Linked DNA regions of Danio rerio: region 2 is linked to region 1. Evidence: chromatin contacts called from public Micro-C data. All regions are on one chromosome and are shown on one strand. The core of a region is the stretch at or near the end of the contact, and the rest is flanking DNA. Distances in the headings are between cores, read along the strand shown. Region 1 has its middle 11 kb from the start of mdfi. Region 2 overlaps LOC137496650 (a long non-coding RNA gene).

What was found. A called contact is a pair of places that touch in the nucleus more often than the background predicts.
Region 2: a Micro-C map of caudal fin shows a contact between it and region 1, with 11 times the contacts expected there. The contact joins two enhancer-like sites. A contact is called at or near these places in 4 of 18 Hi-C or Micro-C datasets (caudal fin, embryo, hematopoietic stem cells and 1 more).

The regions. Positions count from the first base shown.
Region 1 is chr11:24,202,952-24,207,435 of GRCz12tu, forward strand. No RefSeq gene overlaps it. Among named protein-coding and RNA genes, the nearest start is that of mdfi, 11 kb to the right of the region's middle. Within about 2 kb of position 1,795, at least 6 of the 62 cell types and tissues checked have an H3K27ac peak or open chromatin away from gene starts, as enhancers often do.
Region 2 is chr11:24,383,817-24,388,300 of GRCz12tu, forward strand. All of the region lies in intron 1 of LOC137496650 (a long non-coding RNA gene), which reads right to left. Among named protein-coding and RNA genes, the nearest start is that of tfeb, 34 kb to the right of the region's middle. Within about 2 kb of position 2,210, at least 3 of the 62 cell types and tissues checked have an H3K27ac peak or open chromatin away from gene starts, as enhancers often do.

The DNA of each region.
Region 1 (4,484 bases), core at 545-3,044:
TTCCAATGATTCATCAAACATGAACAAATGAAGTTTGGTATCACTTTTTTTTTTATGGTCCCTTTAACGCATTTTGTTGAAATTAAATTACATTGCATCTACATGCCAACTAATTCTGATTCGATTATAAGTAGAATGATTGGTTGGGGTTAGTGTAAGCTGACATATACTTGCAAAGTTTCTTTTCATTCATTCATTCATTTTCTTTTCAGCTTAGTCCCTTTGTTAATCAGGGGTCGCCACAGCAGAAACAACCGCCAACCTATCCAGCATATGTTTTATGCAGCAGATGCCCTTTACTGCAACACTGGGAAATACCCATACACTCCTGCCAATTTAGTTTTTTCAATTTACCTATGGCACATGTCTTTGGACTGTGGAGGAAACCGGAGTAACTGGAAGAAACTAACTGACCCTGCCAGGGCTCGAACCAGTGACCTTCTTGCTGTGAGGCGATCGTGCTACCCACTGCTCCACCTGCAAAGTTTCTTATAGTCAGCTAAATGTCTGTTGAAGGTGCTTTACCAGGAGAAATTAGGTAGATAGTTTACTAATACTCAAATGAGAACTAATTAACTTTCAGTCAACAAAATGTGCAAAAGGGACCATCAAAATAAAGTCTTACCTGAAGTTTAATCACCTAAAACAAAACATACAGCATTCATGTGACACTGAGCTACATTAACTAAAGCAGAAGAGTGAACCTGAAAGCACAGGTCTCAAATTCACTGAATGAATCTACAAAACACTTGGTGCACAATGGCTTGGTGCATTTGATGGTATTGATTTTGTGATGGGGTAAGATGGATGGGCAGGAGTAAAAGAAAAAAAGACATCAGCAGTTGTGTCTTTATATGCGCGCCATCTGTGGTACATTGAGTAATGGAGTACTGTTTGCCATTATCTCTATGCGTAATAACATCCAGCTAATCGCTCAGTTATATAATTTACTGCTCATATTTAATCCAAGCGCAAACTCTCCCTCACTTAGAGTTAGATTTAGACCAGGAGTGCCCAAACTTTTTCTTATGACAAGCCAAAAACCAAACTTGGTTGGCTGTAGGCCGAATACCAAACTGTATTAATTTCCTAAAATTAAAAAATAACTTCAAAACATTGCTTTAAATGACCTAATGCTAAAAAATCATAATGAACTTATTGCAGTAAAAACGTAAAGAATATCCTATTAACAACACAATGGAGTTTTATGCTGAATACACTAAGCTGCACCTGCCTTGATTTGCTCGCCGATGTCTTGTGCATTGCCTCTGTCTGTCGAATGACAGTATTTACATTTTTAAAAAGTCAGGTTCATTTACAAAACAAACATACAAAATGTTACATTCAATTTCGAAATGACGATCTCTGTCAACGATAATCGAATGGAATGGTGGGCCAAATCAAAGGTTGCCATGGGCCAACTTTGGCCCGCGGGCCCTAGTTTGGGCATATCTGGTTTAAACTTTTTGAATATTAAATAATTGCAATTCAATTTCTAATTCATTATTACACATATACATATATTAAAATTGATATTATTACAAAGTGAAAGTTATCTTTTATTACGTTTGAAATTACATTTGAAAACAAAAACTGCATTATTAGTAGCATTAAAAAAAAAGATTACCGCTGTAGCTGTCACTAGCGACTGGTGTCTCTTTATTGTCAGTCATTCACAGTTGGCTTTTATATTCATATGTTGAGTTGAAACCCGGCAGAAGTGTTACTGTCAGATGCTCTTGTTTGTTGTGTTACAGGCTCTGTCCACCAGGAGGGGTAAATAAACCAGCAAAAACTGAATGGGGTAGAGTGGAGGGAAAAAAAGAAAAGAGAAGAAAAGAAAAATAACAGCACAGGCCCAATCAGAGAGCCCTTTTAGTCTTCTGAGAAAATCTCTCACTGACATAAAGTACAGACAGGGTGGAGAGTGTTATTCCAACCCATTTAGACTCAGATCAGGTTCTCTCATTTTTTTTTCTGCCATCCTTTCTCTTCGTCTGAAATCTGCCCTGAAAGCTTATCTTTTAAACACACAAACCTCCGTTCCAAAGAGGTGTTGCTGTATCATTTGAGAAAAAAGTTGGGGAAAAAAACTAGAAAAGTTTGGGTTTTATTTTTTTAAAGTGTTTTGTGATTCTCTCTATGAGTTTGACAGACATTAAACTTATCCTTAAAATAAGTTGTCATTTGCTGAATTGCACAAAAGATAGTTTGTGTAACAATGAAAGATCTGCCATCATTTACTCATCATTACCAAGATTTTTTGAAAATGCGACAAACCTGTAACCATTGATTGCCATTGCCATAGTTTTTTTTTTGATGAACTATCTCTTAGGATTGTAATTCACCCCAAAATTAACATTTTGAGTACTTTATCTGTCATAATTTTCTCATTATCCACTTGTTTCAAAAAGTTAATTTATTTTGATAATAACAAAAGAAGATATTTTGAAGAATGTTTATACACAGTTTAAACAAAGATAGGTGACACAGTGGCGCAGTATAGTGCTGTTGCCTCACAGCAAGAAGGTCGCTGGTTCGAGCATCGGCTGGGTCAGTTGGCATTTCTGTGTGGAGTTTGCAATTTTCTCCTCGCATTTGCGTGCATTTCCTCCGGGTGCTCCGGTTTCTCCCACAAGTCTAAAGACATGTGGTACAGGTGAATTGGGTGAGCTAAATTGTCTGTAGTGTATGTGTGTGAATGAGTGTGTGGATATTTCCCAGTGAGTGGTTGTGGCTGGAAGGGCATCTGCTGCGTAAAAACATATGCTGGATAAGTTGGCAGTTCATTCCGCTGTGGCGAACCCAGATTAAAGTGACTGAACCAAAAAAAAAATGAACAAATGAATGAATAAACAAAGATATTTTGAAAAATGTTCATATACAGTTTTTTTGCCATTTCTCCTACAATGAATGTCAATGGGGTGGCACGGTGGTTCAGTGGTTAACAGCACTGTAACCTCACAGCAAGAAGATCACTGGTTCCAATTCCGGCTGGGTCAGTTGACATTTCTGTTTAGATTTTACATGTTCTCCCCATGTTCGTGTGGGTTTCCTCTGGGTGCTTCAGTTTCCCTCACAGTCCAAAGACATGCGTTATAGGAGAATATGGTAAAACAAAATTAACCGTAGCGGATGACTGCATGTGTGAGTGCGAGAGTGTATAGGTGTTTCCCAGTGTTAGGTTGCAGCTGAAAGGTCATCCGCTGTGTAAAACATATGCCAGAATAGTTGACGGTTCATTCTGCTGTGGTGACCCTTGATAAATAAGTGACAAAACCAAAGGAAAATTCATGAAAGAATGAATGTCAATAGCGGTTTCCAGCATTTTTCAAAACATCTTTTTTGTGTGTTTAACAGAAAAAGAAAACCACATGAGCATGCATATTTGCTTTTTGTTTTGTGGGTGAACTATCTCTTTAAAATGAGGTAAAAGTCTGACTGATACTGTTTGCATAAGGACTACTGAATGTCAAAATACACCATCCGCATCACTTATCCTCCTAGATAATTGATAAATCCCGTGCACATAAACACTCATTTAAGTGTATCCTGCACCCTCCAACCCTGCATAATGAGTCTAATTAAGACGGCTCTGACAGAATAGTTCAGCCCAGACCGCTGGCGTACAGAAGGCCCGAACAGGAGAACAAAAGCATCTTTGTGAGTGATTAGAAACACATTTTCATCCCTCTCTCCTTCCCCGATCGTGCCAGAATGTTCAATTCTGCTACAAACAATCAGTGTCAAACGTTTAAAATAACATCCAAGAGAAAAACACTGGTGGACATGAGTAATGTGTGGCTTTATGGCTAGATGTTTCTTGCAGCTATCTTCAGGAAGTTCTTGTGAATAAGCATTGTTGTACTGTAGCTACTGTCCTTTGATTCATTGTTACGTGAATACCTTCTTTCAATATCCTTTATAATCCTAAAATGCTTTTCCCACTCTCTTTCTTTCTACGCTAAATCTTCAGTAGCTGTTTTTAATTTCTAAATTTGGCACCCGTTGGCAATTTCCTTAATGAGCTGACAAATCCTATTTTTCACTGACAAGATGGTGAACTGAGTTGACTGATATTTTCTGATTGTCCAGGATTTCAGCCATAAAAAACAGAAGTTGTTGGAGATCTGTGAAAATTCCTTATTAAATGCCATTAATTCCTTTAAGTACCTCCAAAAACCCGGCCGTACTAAAGACAAATGTGCAAAATTTCATGAAAAAAAAATTCACAAAAAAATTCTGTCCTCATTTACTCGTCCTTTACTTGTTTCAAGCCTTTGAGTTTTTTATTCTGTTGAAAACAAAGAAGATATTTTAAAGAAAACCAGAAACACAAACATTGAATTACATATTATTTGTTATCCTCAGTGGTTATGCAAACAGCATAATGGCTAATTCAGTCCCTTAAAGACACCGAAATAGTGAATTGGTAAACTTAAAGCCCTGATTTTTACCTTGTTGGAAATTCTCAAAAACATCCT
Region 2 (4,484 bases), core at 960-3,459, 180 kb after region 1:
CAGAGTTTGCTCTCGTCTCCCTCATTAAAATAGGCCTCGGCAGACAGACAGAGGTTACGATTGATCATTACGCCATAAAGAATACATAACCTTCAATTTTTGCTCCGAATCCGGACGCTCTGCGCTTTGTGTCACGGCGGAGAAAATGAGCTGTCAATTTCTCAAGACAAGATCATAAAAAGGGCCCTGATGAATGGTGCGGTAATGGATAAGTGTTGGATCAATAAGCAATATCACAAGTTTTAAAACAAGGCAGTATGCATAAACCTTTTACGAACTTCGCAATGTCACTTTGTGTTCATAAAAGTTTTTTTTACTGTCTTGTGAACAAAACGTAATAAATTGATCCCAGTCTGTCAGCTTTTACGGCCTCCAGCACCCCCTCCTCCTCCTTACTAATCTTGACACATGCCTATTAAAAAGATGGTGTGGTCTCCAGTGCCCATGCATCATCATGAGGCTAAATTACCTCAATCAGCAGATTTTTGCCCTCTGCTCTCTGGGATTATACTCTGGCAATACACACTGCTCTACTGAGGATGGCCAGAGTTCAAGAGAAGCCCTTGAAGCATCAGGATGTCACAGGAAAAACAAAGATGCTTTTTTTTAAAATATATAAATGAATATGTATAGATGAAACTGAAATGTATTACATACAGTTTAAATAAATTATTTCATGATAATTGAATTTTTAATAAATATTCAATGACAGTATATATATATATATATATATATATATATATATATATATATATATATATATATATATATATATATATATATATATATATATATATATATATATGTTTGTACAATAAACATAATTTAAGTAATTCAATAGACAAATTCATTCATCAACACATTAATTAGTGAGTGTGAAATATTTAAATTAATTAAATACAGCTTAAGTAAAAATAAATAAAATAAAACTGAATTTATACAGTACATACATTAAATTTAAATAAATACTGCATGTGTTATACAAATATTTAACACATTTAAGTGATAGTTCACGCAGAAATCAAAAACACCTTATCATTTGTTCTACTTCATGCTGTTTTATACCTTCATGGAATTATTTCATCTGTTGAACGCAAAAGAAGCAATTTTGAAAATTTCTGGTTGCTGTCAACGTTATGGAAGTTCATGTGTGCCAGCTACTGGCCTTTTTCTGCGTATATTCTTTTGTGTTCAAAGTAAAGGGTGAGTAAATTATGGCAAAAATTTCTTTTTTGGGTAGGTAAGCTGGTGTTGTGTGGTTTTAGCTTAACTTTCCAGTCTCGCAACCTGGCTAAACTGCCCGAACTGGTTCACATCTGATTTTACAAAAAAAGTGGTCAAAACTCCCTTAAAACCAGCTATAATAAGAACAGTAGACCACTCAAAACTGCCTATAATAGTGCTTTTTTTGTTGCAGGTAATATTCAGCATAATATCTTACACCTAATGTCAACACATTTACATGTTGTGTTATGACCCTACCCTTACAAAAATCTACAAATTTATTTGTAGATTCACTACAAATAAAAAGTGGTATTTAAACCATGACTACGTATTAACCACGTTAATCATGGCTAACCAGGGTATTTGTAATAAAACTGGGCGCACGATGACACTGGGTAGTGCTGTCACCTTACATCAAGAAGGTCTCTGGTTTGAGCCCTGGCTGGGTCAGTTGGGATTTCTGTTTGGAGTTGGCATGTTCACATGGGTTTCCTCCGGCTGCTCCGGATTTCTGCACAGTCCAAAGACATGCACTATAGGTGAATTGGGTAAACTAGATTGTCCATAGTGTATGTGTGTATGTCCTAGTCCTGCAAGTTGGGCGTTGGGCTAACAACCCACCTCTTAAAAATTTGCTGTTACGAACCACCAACTAGGTGCGGCTAAAAATCAACTTCGATATAAACGGCCCTTGGAGTAAGTAAGTAAGTAACACTTTTACAAAAAATAAAAAAAACTAAAACCATGGTTATTTCTCTCTAGAGAAGGCGAAATGAAAACTTGCCAAATGAAAGTTGAAGAAACTAATCTGATACATAATACAGCTCAGTACATTCCCTGCCATGAATGGACTCCCTTGTTTGTAAGAGCAATAAAGCAACCGCTTTGACTATTTTCCTTTTTTTGAGTGTTTACCTACACATTATCCTCCTCCAGCCCACTTCCGCATGCCACCCGAAAGCTCTTCCAGAGCCCCAAAGAGGCTTTTCTGCCAAAGCACCAGAGCAGGCAGGAAATTTACAGGCCACCTTCAGGGCAGACATGCTTCAGCGCTGCTAAAGCCTTGTGGCGTAACACAAGCCCTCCTTCACCGTAATTTATGTTTTCACGTTTGATTTTTCTCTTCCTCACACTAACAGGTTTTTTTTTTTTCTCGCCAGGAAACCACTAGGAAGTATGTGCTGGTCAGGCGTTTTCGCTTGTGTTTTGACGATGAGGAGCAAGGGGATGAAACTGAGTGGAGGGATGAATGAAGGAATAAAGGTGCATGTGTGTTGAGGGGGGTCGGAATCCTACAAGCGAGCCATAACATCTCCGCACTTCAAATCTACAGGGATTTATTAGATATGGAAGTCCATTAGCATCATAAAGAACAGGCAGAGAATGGCGCTGGGGCCTGAGGAAGCTTAAAGACACATGGACGTCTGAATCTGAATAAGCCGATTTGTCTGATTTAAACCCGGGAAGGGCTGTTTAACTCAGATATGCATCTTCAGCACTCAGAGTCTGAGGGAAGGTGAATAATAATGGGGCGGGAGAACCGAGACCACCAACAGCCCACACTCGCGCACCACCTTCTTCATGCCAATGTCCAATTTGATGCAGATGGCGGCTTGAGCGTGTGTGTGTGTGTGAATGTGCCTGTTAGTCCATGTGCACGGCAGGAGCAAATACCTTGGTTTTAAAGATACAATCTCTTATACCTTTTACCTCTGACAGATGACAAATAGAAAACACTTTCACTGTAGGATATTTAGAAAACTGCACGCTAGCTTCACATCACATCCAGGTCCAGATTTATTTCTAAATTGCTGCTCTTCGCCTTTTTCCCCTCTTTTTTTGCATTGTAGACCACACTCAATAGGCCACACTTATTTTCTCATCACTAGATTCCCATTGCTAAAGCCTTTAAGCTTACAGGATCAATCATATTTTATTCTTTCATTTTCTTTTCAGCTTAGTCCTTTATTAATCAGGGGTCGCCACAGTGGAATGAACTGCCAACTCATCCAGCACATGTTTTACACAGCGGATGCCCTTATAGCTGCAACCCACCCCTGAGAAACACTCAATATGAACAATTTAGCCTACCCATGTCATCTATAGCGCATGTCTTTGGACTTGTGGGGGAAACCGTAGCATCCGAAGGAAAACACGGGGAGAACATGCAAACTCCACACAGAAATGCCAACTGACCCAGCCATGGCTCGAACCAGTGACCTTCTTGCAGTGACCTACCCACTGCGTCGCATCAATCACATTTTATACATTTATTTCTACAACCTATAAAGGCCAAAGCAATCTTGTTAATTTTTATCTTTTTTAAGCATGCATTAATGCACACACAGTCTATCTAAGGACTCATTTATACAGAACCAGCCTGATCTTAAAAGAAAACGATTTTTGTTTTGAAAGTTTAGTGGCTAATTTGTACAAATTTAAATGAAGTCAGTTGTATAAAAATCTACGATTTTTAAAAGGAGGCGTGGCACCAATCCCCACCCCTAACCCAACTGTTATTGGGGGATGAGCAAATTTTATTAGTTTGTAGGAGTGAGATTGTACAAATTCATACAAATGAACAACTAAATCAAAAAGTTATTAATTGCCGTGTAATAGCTTTGCGTAGAACACATTTTTATATTTCATTGGGCTACTTTATTATTGTTTTTCAACATGCATTTTTAAGATGATGTGTCAAGTTTAAATTACTTTTGCATGCAACACCACCCATCAGTGTCAGTTTCAAAGCAGTGGACCAATCAGAAGAACACTGAGGTGGGACAAGTGTTGCGAGCTTCTGTTTACAGCCGTTCAGTGGCTGTGTCTGGATACCCTCGTGCTCGCTCTATGCTGCTCTTTATTAAAAAAACATTTCTGATTCCGTCTGATTCACGCATTCTGTGTGAATGATGAAATGAACTATATTAAATTTGATAGCATGACAAAAAACAGCCACTTGGCACTTGACTAGATAACCTCGATAACTAGATGTGCACTTGACATTTTCTCTTCAAATGTGAAATAAATATGGTTTTGTACCCATTTTAATAAAGTTGTGGAAATCTTTCAGTCACCTCTTGTGTGTTTGTCAATGCTAGCATCTGTTATGTTTTAGTCATTAATAAGTTAATCAGGTTAATCAGAATTTGTTTTGTTATATAAAGTTTAACAATAGTATCTGGATGAAGTTAAATGACATTTTTGCCACGCATTGGTTGTCAAATACTCACATGCCCATAGATTCATCAAGAAATGTG